Linked DNA regions of Ovis aries: region 2 is linked to region 1. A link is a contact called in public Hi-C data. All regions are on one chromosome and are shown on one strand. Each heading gives the region's core, a stretch centred on a gene start, on an enhancer-like site or on the middle of the called end of the contact. The rest is flanking DNA. Distances are from core to core; before and after follow the strand shown.

Region 1 (6,402 bases), core at 1,666-4,165:
CACTGACCTTGTTCCAGGAGCTGGAGGTCAGACACCAACGCGGAGTCGGCCTCGGAGAGAGCGGTGAAGCCAACGTCCCCGAGGTGCAACACGGCTGCTAGAATCACGCATAGGTTCTCCACCTCCTGCTCAGGTGACCAACAGAGAAGATAAAGGGTGTTGCTTAGGAAGAAAAGATGTAGAGACCGATCCTTTGGAAAACCTCCAAGTGGGTTAAAAAAAATGATGCACGGCTGTGATTTTTTTCCTACTCAGAATGTCCCACAAGGGAACCAACGATCAATGGTGAAAATGGGTATGCCCCATTTAGGGCAAGCAACGTTAACCTTAAAAATTCCCAATAAATTCCCGGTTTCCTAATTGGTAATTTGGGCAGGAAAAGCTCTGGCCGGAGAGAGCTTTTCCTAAGAATAATTCTCATTTGCTTTATAGGCATAGACTGGACACAGTGTGGTCCCTGTGCCATCCGTGAATTTCGTCCTGAACTTCTAGCTTTCAGGACAAGGTAGTTTTATTATTAGCAGCTTTAAAATGAGCGCATTGAAAAGGATAATCTGCTATTTTCAGGTATAATCCTCTATGACTGCAGCGTTACTTAGACATGTTTTTGGTAGCCTCCAAATCACAAATTAGGGCCTCAGAGTTTATTGATCTGTGCCTGTCTGAATAACATTTTCCAAGCTCCTTAAGCTACCCGACATAAATAAATCCAGTGTGACAGCTCCCTCTCCCATTTTTAAATAAACCCAGTAACTCCTCATTAAATTTCCCAGTGCCCCGAAAGAGACACACTCCTGGACACAGACAGGAAGACTTTGTTCCATCACCACGGTTCTTGCAGTTCCGTGCCGGGATGGTGATAGGACAGTGAAAGCTGCCCTCAGGTTCGTGACAATGTGCTGATGCTAACAAGCTGCTCTGCGAGCAGGGGGCGGCGGTGCAAGCCCCCAGTCATCTTGCTGGTGAGGGAGAGCTGGGGTCGGGGGACCACCTTCACGGTCAGGTCCCCCGGAACCACACTCAGGAGCTCTGACTCAAGGGTCTTGCCAGCCCAGAAGCACCTTTCTCCCAGTCTAACTGGATCTTTCCCTGCCTGGCACCATCTCAGTCACACGTGAGGATCAAGATGATCAGTGTTTGGTCTTGGTTTAATCGCATGAATTTCTTTAACCAAAAAGCTTGTTAAATGCCCTGTTTGGCCCCTCATGTGGAAGACATAGTCTGTGTGCCCTGCCTTTGAGGATCAGTCATGGGTTTCTACAGCCCCATTTCCAAGGAGCTGATATTTGGTGAAATGATTCCTTACCCGCCTCTCTATTCCAGTTTCCTATAAGTGAGTAGAGACTGCAGACACAAATGGAGGAAGGGAAGAGAAGAAACAACAGCTAAAAAAGAAAAAACCAGTAGCAAATGCGAAGACCAAAGAGTACGAGTGGTAGGAGTCAGGGAAAGAGGGAAACACAGGGATGGAACAGACAGAGCAGCAAAGAGCAAAGTGCCGTGTGACTGCCCGTTCCTAGAACTCCCGCCCCTGAATGCGGTGAGGCTGGAGTGGAGCCAAGGGCCCAGAGCTATCCACTGAGGGGGAGCCCCTGCCTCCCACCCCTCCCTTGCTGTCGCCCGGCAACCACTTCCACCCCTTGCTGCCCCATGAGCCAAGGGGAAAGACAGGGACCCAAATCGATGTATATCGAGTAAAAAAAAAAATTAAATCTGTCACTAAGTCTTGGCTCACGACCTACAGGCATACCAGTTACCCATGCAGTCTTATGTTGATTGCTAATGAGGAACTAGCTGCCATTTAAAGTGGCTCCATACTGAACATCCGGGACACAGAGATGATGCATAGGAAAAGGAGATTTGTAGGAATTTCTGAGGTCTTGGTGGCTCAGTGGTAAAGAATCCGCCTGCCAATGCAGGAGACGCGGGTTCGATCTCTGGGTTGGAAAGATCCCCTGGAGGAGGAAATGGCCACCCACTCCAGGATTCTTGCCTGGAGAATCCCATGGACAAGAGAGCCTGAGGGGCTACGGTCCACGGGGTCGCACAGAGTCGGACCCGACTGAAACGGCTGAGCACGCTTCACATCTCTTGTTCTCTGGACCTGTGCTATTCACTTCAGTGAACAGTAACCACGCAAGACAATGTCAGTTTAAATTGATCAGAATTTTTTTTTAAGTTTAAAAAAAGTTAAAAATCCACATCCTGAGTCTACAGCAGCCTCCTCCACCATGCCTGGCAACCCCAAGTGGCCAGTGACTGCCATACTGCAGGTGAAACCTGGAACGTTCCTGGGATCACAGAAATTTCCATTGCGTAGCAGAGGGCTTAGGCACTTTAAAGAGTATGTTTCAGCTTTGGAGGTATTTGATAATTCTTTAAGAATTAAAAAAAAAAAAAAAGAAGCATAGTGTTCAAGAAGATAGTTTAATCGAATGATTAGATTACTCTCCCAAGTGGTGCTTGGCAGCAGACAGCTCCTTCCGTCTGCCATGTTTCTCGACTCAGCCAGTGCGAAGTTCTTATCTGTTTCGCTCACGTGCTCCCTGTGGGAGAAGGTCTCAACCGCCTTCTTGAGGACGGCAGCCCATCTTCTCGGTACCCTGCGGCCCTGGGCGTAATGTTTGCTCACGTCTCTCTCCCACTAGCATGCAAGCTCCACGAGGCAGAGGAATGTTTTTGAATGAATAACTTTTACAAACTAGCAGAGGGTTGATTTCCTCAGTGGAATATTTAACCGCATGACTCACCAAGTTACTGAAGCCAATTACATTCAGAGCTTGTTTCAAAACAGCAAATTTCTCCCTGTTCAGGGAACGCTCTGCTGTTGATCTATCTTCTCTAAGGGTCTGGTGCAAATACCTGTGAGGAGGAAAACCACACAGTTTTATGGCTTGGCTTGTCAACAAACCCCAGTGGTGAAGTCACTTCAGCCCTGTCTGGTCTCCAGAATAATGGACATCACCTGGACATTGTGTCCCTGTATGATTTATACGGCTTTGGTCCGTAAGAGCACATGCTGTTTCCGGAAGGAAGAAAGGAAGGTTCTTGTTGTACCAGAACGTATTTACACTGTTTCCCTTGGTTCTCACTTGAGTGGCTCCCCTCCTCAGAGAAGGTCACGAATACTTTGTGTATTTCATATAGAAATCTAGCAGATTCTACCCCATGCTTTGTAATTCGTATTTGTAGTCAAAATTTTAAATTGAGAGCAATCTACGATTTCTTCTCGTCAATATCTTTTAACTACAAGGTGGATGATTAATTCATGGATTTATTCCTTTCGTTCAAAAAGCACAGAAAGGACAAAAGAAGTTGACCGTGTTAGTTGGTCAGTCGTGTCTGACTCTTTGCGACCCCATGGACTGTAGCCCGCCAGGCTCCTCTGTCCATGGGACTCTCCAGGCAAGAACACTGGAGTGAGTTGCCATTTCCTTCTCCAGGGGCTCTTCCTGACCCAGGGATGGAACCCAGTCCTCCCACATTGCAGGCAGACTCTTTACCGTCTGAGCCACCTGGATAGCCCTAAGCACAAAGGAATCGCCTACCAAATACACAATACTAACACTTCGGGATACAAAGAGCTTATCCCTGGAGGCTCAAGAACAAACACAGTGTGTCCAAAGACAGAGACAAGAGACAAAGCGCGGCTGTGATGCAGCATGGAAGCAGAACAACAGAGAAGGCCTTGGCCTGTTTGCAGGAGTGCAGAAAGGGAACCGGGGGAACGGCTGTGGGCCAGGACGAGGCTTTGGTTTCAAGAGCTGACGTTTGAGTAAGGATCGCCCGGGAAATCCGAGATCCACGGTGATCCTCAGAATAACTGGCACTATGTGCAAAGGCACACAGGCAGGATCCCATGTGGTGTGTGTATGTTGGAAACTTGCACAGGTCTGCACAGTCGGAGCCTCTGGCGAGAGGGGCCGAGGGTGATGAGGCCAGACAAGGAGCCAGAGCCCTGTGCGTCCTGCAGAAGTTTCCGTGGTGGCGTGGAAGTGGCGGCTGTCCCCAGGGCCTTGAAGCAAAGAAAGATTGGCGGTGCAGGAGGCATTTCCCCGCAGCCCAGTGAGGTGGCCTGGAATTAGCCCTTAGCAGTTGTAGTAGTTCAGTCGCTCAGTCGTGTGTGACTCTTTGCGACTTCACGGGCTGTAGCCCGCCAGGCTCCTCTGTCCATGGGATTCTCCAGGCAAGAATGCTGGAGTGAGTTGCCATTCCCTTCTCCAGGGGATCTTCCCAACCTGGATCTCCTGCATTGCAGGCAGATTCTTTACCGACTGAGCTATGAGGAAGGCCTGGGAAGAGATGAGGCAAAGAAATGAGCCGGCAGGTCTAGGGAGACCAACAGTGAAGAGAAGCAAAGGAGATGGAGAGGCAGGTGGGCGAGAGGAGGGCTGGCTGTTCACAGGGTCCGTGGTGGGTGGGAGGAGAGGCGTCAATGACGCTTTGTAAGTTTCCGTCTGGGGAAGCAGGGTGGAGCAGGCCTCATTCAATCAAGGGGGGCTTCTCAAGAGAAGGAGTGCGTTCTTGAGAGAGAAAGACAGAGTTTATCATAGCTGTGTTTGTTCACTTCGAACTACTTGCTAGAAGTTCATGTGGTGTTCCAGGAAATAATCGGCTATAAGGGTCTGAAATTCAGAAAAGTCCAGAAAATAAGCCCTGGAAGTCATCTACACGAAGACAGCTAAAATCACGGGAGTGGATGAGCGCCCTGGAAAGAAGACGCCCACATTTTACGGATGAAGATAGAGTTGATGGAGAGGAGACTGTAGGGGCAAGGAGCGGGGGAGGTGGCAGGCAGGTGCAGACTCTGTCGGTGTGGACGAGGGGTCTGAAAGGCCTTCTTTGCCCTTGACCTTGGCTGGGATGGGGGTTAACGTGAAACAGCCCACCGGATGGGGTGGGGAGTGGGGAGACCTCAGGAGGCTTTTACAGTGAGGCAGAAGCACGTTCAGACTGGAGGAGACGCAAAGACGGAGAAGGAGGTGGAAGAGGAAGGAGAGGGTCTGGACTCGGAGCCCCTCGGCCCAGTGGAAGGACGCTGCCTTCCCCACATTTGGGTCGGGCGATGAATACCGTCCGCTCACCGGACATCTCAGGGAGCAGAGGGACCTGCTCATGGCCTCAGTTTCTCTAGGACGGAACGTAGTTGAGGTTTAGAGGATGAGGGACAGTGGACTTGAGGCATGGACTGAGCATCTGAGCCACTGGCTGTGGACGAGAGACTCTGTGGTCAAGCAGAGCTTCCAGGTGGTGCTGGTGATAATGAACCCACTTGCCAGTGCAGGACACACAGGAGAGGCGGGCTCGACCCCTGGGTCGGGAAGATCCGCTGAGGAGGGAACGGCAGCCCACTCCAGTATTCTTGCCTGGGAAACCCATGGACAGAGGAGCCCGACGGGCTACAGTTCACAGGGCCACAGACAGTCAGATACAACTGAAGTGACTCAGCAGGCATGGAGCCGAGCAGGGAGACACGGGAGGTTTAGTGAAGCAGCCGAGGACCCTGGGGAGCTGCTGGCCAGCTTCAGCGGGGCTCTCTCTTTCTCCGAGGACAGGCGAGCTGGGGGTTGGGGCCTTGGACCAAAAGGAAAAGGTCACAACAACCGTGTTAGCAAGGGGTTGAGTTAGGATGGTGGGAGCCGTCTGGCCTAAAATTCACAAAATTCTAGGAAGCTGTAACCAGTCTTGACTCTCCTGTTCTTGCAGAAGTTTTCCATCCATCTTTGCTGGTGTCATCTTCTCTTTTCTGCTTGTAGCATAGGCTAGAATTCCATTCAGAGTGGTTACTTGACATCTTGTAAAGGGCAGTTAGCTCTCCTTAACATTACAGAGTCAAATGTGCAAAACACCAGGGTTCCTTTCCACATTCTTGCAAGTTAATCAGCTAATAAACTCCACCTATGCAGAATTCAAATATTTCTTTAAACCTCAGCATCTCCCACTTTGTGTATCTTTATGGTGGGAACTTACGGCAGCTCTGACCTACTCCATGAAGCAGTTAAATTCTGGGCAGAAGGAACCGCTGGAGTTAATCTGGGTAATTTAGACAGGGCTATTAAGCCTGTAATGGCTCCTGAGAAACCAGATCAAAACTGGGGGTTTTCCAGGGCAGCTGACTGATGGCAGGAATGATGCTTGAAGACTGCGTTTTCCTCGATAATCAGAAAACTTGTTGGTATGAGGACGATGCAAAAAAAAAAAAAAAAAAAACCAAACTAGATAGATCTCAGTGTCTTCTATACAAACTTTACCATCCTTCTGCTTTCCAGGAAGGCCAAGGTTGATTTCACTAGAAATACAGATCTTTACTTAACAGCCAAACTCTATCTTAAAATGGGAAGGTTAGTATCAGGAAAATCAAAAAATTAAAAGTCTACATTTTAGACATTAAAAGTACTTTTT
Region 2 (6,402 bases), core at 2,124-4,623, 550 kb before region 1:
TTGTATTATGAATTATTGTATATTTTTAATATCACACTTTATTGACTACTCTATGAAAGATAATTAAATTATTCCAGAAAGGACTTTTTGGTTTGGTAAAAAAAAAAAAAAAATCACTGTGTAAGATTTTATATTAAAACAACAACAAAACCAACCAAACAGAAAACAATATTCGTTGGAAGACATGGCCATTCTGTCATCCATTCCGGGCCATGGGAAAGCATTTCATCCAGGCTCTAGCTGGCGACAGGCCACGCAAGCAGCACCCAGCCCTGCACAGGGGACAGGTTGGCAGATGTTAGTAGCTGACTCTTGCTGGAGAACAGTTGGAAAAATCACAAGGTGTCAAACAAGCTTTAAATAAATAAATAGCTTATTTGGCAATGGAAAGGGAGAAAGACAACCAGTTCCTTCCTTGAGGAAGACTGGGCTGTTTCTAATTACAGAGTTCCTTTCTGCTGGTTTCACGGGCTGACTTCTTAATGAGAAGGGAAATTGTACTCCCACACTTGCAGCTAGAGGTTCTAGGGCTTCAGAATGACAATCAGTTTGCAGTTTTGCTGCAGCTCTGTGATCCTAGAGTATGAGAACACCACTGATAGAGAAGATAAATTCTTCACCCTGGCTTGTCTGTACCTAACCAGGGACCGACTGACTAGTACACGGGGGGTGTCAGCTGCCAGCACAGAACTTCTGACACCATTAGTGGAACGCTGGTATTGAACACCCACTGGAACAGCTTTAAGGAGGGGGGAAAAAAACAAAACCCAAGATGGTCTTGTTGACATCCAAAGGGCACAGCAACTAAATATTCAATGAGTATTTGAAAACTTATTTTGTTTGAAAAGCCAAAATCAAGCGGAAAAATCCTTTCTTTGAATAAATTATTATGGCATGATGCTAGAAAGAGGTTACCCCACAATCACCCTCTGCTTGCTAGGGTTACTGAACATTTAGGCAGGTCGGTTTACTGGAAATGATCACACAGACAACGAAATTGGGCCACACGGTCTTGAAGCTCCCAGATGAGAAGCCCCATCAACTGTCCTTGCTGGGTGGACAACTTGCTAGGCAACATCGGTTACCATAAAAAGAACAGCAAGATCTAAAAGTAATAGAACACACACAATCATACACACACACAAATATGTCCATACACACCCATGCCCACACAGAAACGCGCAGGCATACACACACACACACACACACACACACACACACTCCACCACTCCTAGAAGTATTATTTTGTAAGGCATGGTTTGTTTAAAATGAAGGATAGACTTTGAACACACCTCTTTGGGGCAAATTCTGATGATTTTTGTGTCATTGATCCGTCTTCTGTTTATGTTATTCATCAGTAACCATAATTTATATAATTTATAATTTATATAGCAACTAACAAAACTACTACGATCTTTCGGTAAGTAGGGATCTCTCGGCCCTTAATATTAACTAGCACAATTTTCAGGTCACTTTCTTACAAACATGTTAAAACAGTTATCAGTCTTTCAAAAATTACAATCTTAAATTATTTTTCTTCAATGTAAGACTTCCATGACATTGGAAACGAAGACTTTTGTAAGGTATAGATGGCATTCAAAGGCAAACTTCCAGGAGTTAAAAAAAATTTTTTTGTTTCAAATCATTTCATGAAGACGCAATTAAAAACAAACCAAAAAACCCGACCAAGGCTTGTGTCTATAGCCTTTTTCGTTTCCGCAGGATTCGTAGCCTGCTCGGATCTGAACTCGGGCACTCCCACCCTCAACAGCAGCCCTCACAGTCATTTAGGAGACGCGTTATATGGTGGGTCCTAATTTGTAATCGACTTTGAAAGTCACAGACGCCACGTAGATGGAAATATCTGAAGCATCCAAGGGGATCTTTCACGCAGCACCCGCTGCGGGCGCGTAGGTCCGGAGACGCCCACTCCCGCGCCTCGGCGCGCGGGGCCGGGGGTCGGCGGGGTGCTGGCCGGCCGCGGGGACCCGGCTCGGCTCGCCGGAGCCCGCCCTCTTCCCGGCACGATGGATACTGCAGTCTTCTCCGCCTGCTCGCCCTCCCCTTTCTCCTGTTACATCTAAACAGACGATTTCAACTTCCCGAGAACATGCAAGTGAATGGCGCTGATGACGCCCCGGAAAGGGCCCACGATCGGGTGCGGGGGAAGGGCAGCCCTGAGCGGCGGGACCCCGGGAGCGCCTGGGGCCCGCGCGGCCCGGGGCTGGGGGCGCCCCCATCCGCGCCCCTTGCCGACCACGGCTCCCCTTCCAGGAAGGGGCTAGAAGCTGCTATCGATCCTGAGCTCACCGGTGACTAATGGGATGCTTGTAAACAAGCCGCGGGCCGGGCACCAAGGGAACCACCCTGGCGCGAACCCGCAGAGGCGGGGGTGGTGGTGGTGGGGACGCGCGCCCACCCCCAGCCCGGGCGCCGGATCCGCGCGCCGAAGTGTGTGCTGCGGGCGGAGGGAATTTCGAGGGGGGCAGCCGAGTTCACTGCCTCCTCCAGGCCCCAGCCAGTGCGGCGGCGGCGAGGCGGTGCGGGGCCCGGGGGTTGGGGGGGTGCCACCGCCCCCTCCCAAGCCCCGAGCCTGGGCTGGCGGTCTTGCCCCTTGATCTCGGTCGGCCCCCGCCCCCTGCAGCGCCCCCTCCCCGGCGGAAGCTCCGAGCCCAATTAATTGAGTCAAAGGCGGGAGGGCCGGGCCCTGCGCGCGGCGGCCGGCGCCCGCCCCTCCCGCGCGCCCCTTTTCCCGCCCTGGGTGGCATCTCCTCCGCGGGCCTCCGCAACGAGCCTCTGATTAATGAGGCCCGGCCGCCCCCGCCCCGCCGCGCCCCGCCCCGCCCCGGCCCGGGCCCCCCGCGGGAGGGGGCGGGGGAGGGGACGGCGGGAAACGCGGCCCCGGGAGAAAGGGGGGCGGGGTGGGGACGCGCGGCCCGCCCTCCCCGCGGCCCGCGCCCATTGGCCGCGCGCGCCGTCCGTCGGGGGGCGCGGCGCCAATGCGGGCGGCGGGGCGGGGCGGCCGCGCCGTGTGTGCCTGCGTAACGGCGAGTCACATGTTGTTTTGCTCTTCTTAGTTCAGTCACTCGGTGCGCGATGTGTTACTCACTGTGCGGCGGGGACCGCGACGAGCCCGGGTCGCCGTTGGCAGCGGCAGTAGCAGCGGCGGCAGCGGCAGCGGCAGCCCCGGCGGCGGCGGCGCGGACCCCGAGTCCCCGGGCACACCCCGGCACCCCGGAGCGCAGCGCGGCGGCGGGACCCATTCGGCCGCGCGCGCCGTAGGCTCGGCCCCGCGGCTCGGGGACCCCGACTCTCGGCCCAGCCAGCGAGTCCCCCAGGCGCCGCCCGAGAGCCCGGGAGGCAGCGGCCGCGGGCAAGCCGGGCCGCGGGGAAGGAGGGGGGGCGGCAGCCACCGCCCGCGCCGGGCACCTTCTGGGGCCCCGGATCGCGGAGGGCGCTGCGCCACCGCACGGGTGCCTGCCCCCGCGGGGCCTCCCGTGCCCAACCTTCCCCACCTCCTGGGCCCGAGGGACGCGGGCTCCGGCGCGCGAGCAGGGGGTGGTGGGGAGCCGCCCGCGCCCCCCTGCACTCCGCCCCCCCCCCGACCCCCAGCCCCGCCCCCGGCCCCTCCAAGCCGGGCCGGGCCGCGCGGCCTGAAGCGCCCGCGATGGCGAGCCCGCCGGAGCACGGGCCCCCCGGGCCGGCGGGCGGGGACGGCCCCAACCTCAACAACAACAACAACAACAACAACCACAGCGTGCGCAAGTGCGGCTACCTGCGCAAGCAGAAGCACGGCCACAAGCGCTTCTTCGTGCTGCGCGGGCCCGGCGCGGGCGGCGACGAGGCGGGCGGGGGCCCGGCGCCGCAGCCGCCGCGGCTCGAGTACTACGAGAGCGAGAAGAAGTGGCGGAGCAAGGCGGGCGCCCCGAAGCGGGTCATCGCGCTCGACTGCTGCCTGAACATCAACAAGCGCGCCGACGCCAAGCACAAGTACCTGATCGCCCTCTACACCAAGGACGAGTACTTCGCCGTGGCAGCCGAGAACGAGCAGGAGCAGGAGGGCTGGTACCGCGCGCTCACCGACCTGGTCAGCGAGGGCCGCGCGGGCGCCGGCGACGCGCCCCCCGCCGCCGCCGCCACCTCCGGGTCCTGCAGCGCCTCCCTGCCCGGCGCCCTGGGCGGCTCGGCGGGCGCCGCCGCGGCCGATGACAGCTACGGGCTGGTGGCGCCCGCCACGGCCGCCTACCGCGAGGTGTGGCAGGTAAACCTGAAGCCCAAGGGCCTGGGCCAGAGCAAGAACCTGACGGGCGTGTACCGCCTGTGCCTGTCGGCGCGCACCATCGGCTTCGTGAAGCTGAACTGCGAGCAGCCGTCGGTGACGCTGCAGCTCATGAGCATCCGCCGCTGCGGCCACTCGGACAGCTTCTTCTTCATCGAGGTGGGCCGCTCGGCCGTGACGGGCCCCGGCGAGCTGTGGATGCAGGCGGACGACTCGGTGGTGGCGCAGAACATCCACGAGACCATCCTGGAGGCCATGAAGGCGCTCAAGGAGCTCTTCGAGTTCCGGCCGCGCAGCAAGAGCCAGTCGTCCGGCTCGTCGGCCACGCACCCCATCAGCGTGCCCGGTGCGCGCCGCCACCACCACTTGGTCAACCTGCCCCCGAGCCAGACGGGGCTGGTGCGCCGCTCGCGCACCGACAGCCTGGCCGCCACCCCGCCCGCCGCCAAGTGCAGCGCGTGCCGGGTGCGCACAGCCAGCGAGGGCGACGGCGGCGCCGCGGCGGGGGCGGCGGCGGGGGCCGGGGCGGCGGCGGGCAGCCCCCTGAGCCCGGGCCCGGTGCGCGCGCCCCTGAGCCGCTCGCACACGCTGAGCGGCGGCCGCGCGGGCAAGGCGGCGCTGGCGCCGGCAGGGGGCGGCCTGCAGCACAGCCGCTCCATGTCCATGCCCGTGGCGCACTCGCCCCCGGCGGCTACCAGCCCCGGCAGCCTGTCGTCCAGCAGCGGGCACGGCTCGGGCTCCTACCCGCCGCCCCCCGGCCCGCACCCGCACCTGCAGCACCCCCTGCACCCCCAGCGCCCCTCCAGCGGCAGCGCCTCGGCCTCGGGCTCCCCCAGCGACCCCGGCTTCATGTCCTTGGACGAGTATGGCTCCAGCCCCGGGGACCTGAGGGTCTACTGCGGCCACCGGAGCAACACGCCCGAGTCCATCGCTGAGACGCCCCCGGCGCGGGACGGCAGCGCGGGCGAGCTGTACGGCTACATGACCATGGAGCGGCCGCTGAGCCACTGCGGCGGCCGCGCCTACCGCAGGGTCTCCGGGGACGGCGCCCCAGACTTGGACCGAGGGCTGAGAAAGCGGACTTACTCGCTGACCACGCCTGCCCGGCAGCGGCCCGCGCCCCAGCCGTCCTCCGCGTCCCTGGATGAGTACACCTTGATGCGGGCCACCTTCTCGGGCAGTTCCGGCCGCCTGTGCCCATCCTGCCCCGCGTCTTCTCCCAAAGTGGCCTACCACCCGTACCCTGAGGACTACGGCGACATCGAGATCGGCTCGCACCGCAGCTCCAGCAGCAACCTGGGCACGGACGACGGCTACGTGCCCATGACCCCCGGCGTGGCCCCCCTGCGGACGGGCGGCGGGAGCTGCAGGGGCGACGACTACATGCCCATGAGCCCCACCAGCGTGTCGGCCCCGAAGCAGATCTTGCAGCCGCGGCCCGCACCCGCCGCCTTGCCCCCTGCGGGGGCCGCGGGGCCCACGCCCGCGTCGGCGGCCGGCAGAGCTTTCCCGGGCACTGCGGGCGGCTACAAGACCGGCTCCCCGGCCGAGAGCTCCCCCGAGGACAGCGGGTACATGCGCATGTGGTGTGGTTCCAAGCTGTCCATGGAGAGCGCCGACGGCAAGCTGCTGCCCAACGGGGACTACCTCAACATGTCCCCCAGCGACGCGGGCACCACGGGCACCCCGCCCGACTTCTTCTCGGCCGCGGGGGAGACGCTGCGGGGCATGCCCGGCTACTGCTACAGCTCTCTGCCCCGCTCCTACAAGGCCCCCCACGCCTGCCACGGCGACAGCGACCAGTACGTGCTCATGAGCTCGCCTGTGGGCCGGGTCCTGGAGGAGGAGCAGCTGGAGCCGGCCCCCGGCCCCGCGCAGCCGGCCAGTGCCTTCCCGGCCGCGGCGGCTGGCAGCGGCCACCCCCAGCCACCTCATCCCGCCGTGCCTTCTCCCGGGAGGCTCGGCGGTGGCGGAGGCAGCCGCCCCGACGGCTTCCTGGCCCAGCGCTGCCGGGCAGTGAGGCCCACGCGCCTGTCCCTGGAGGGGCTGCCGGCCCTGCCCCGCATGCACGAGTACCCGCTGCCCCCCGAGCCCAGGAGTCCAGGCGAGTACATTAACATCGA

Evidence for each region. Hi-C and Micro-C count contacts between places; a contact is called where the count stands out from the background.
Region 2: a Hi-C map of tail adipose tissue shows a contact between it and region 1, with 5 times the contacts expected there. The contact joins the promoter of IRS2 here to the enhancer-like site in region 1. A contact is called at or near these places in 3 of 16 Hi-C or Micro-C datasets (hypothalamus, skin fibroblasts and tail adipose tissue).

What each region holds. Positions count from the first base shown.
Region 1 is chr10:83,479,269-83,485,670 of ARS-UI_Ramb_v3.0, reverse strand. It overlaps MYO16 (myosin XVI), which reads right to left. Exons shown (of 35, transcript XM_042255055.2): 17 at 2,751-2,862; 18 at 8-125. Among named protein-coding and RNA genes, the nearest start is that of TRNAY-GUA, 140 kb to the left of the region's middle. Within about 2 kb of position 2,915, at least 7 of the 54 cell types and tissues checked have an H3K27ac peak or open chromatin away from gene starts, as enhancers often do. A contact at or near this core is called in tail adipose tissue, where this site is marked.
Region 2 is chr10:84,031,193-84,037,594 of ARS-UI_Ramb_v3.0, reverse strand. IRS2 (insulin receptor substrate 2) reads left to right here and starts at 3,373. Exons shown (of 2, transcript XM_027973785.3): 1 at 3,373-6,402. The coding sequence starts at 3,668.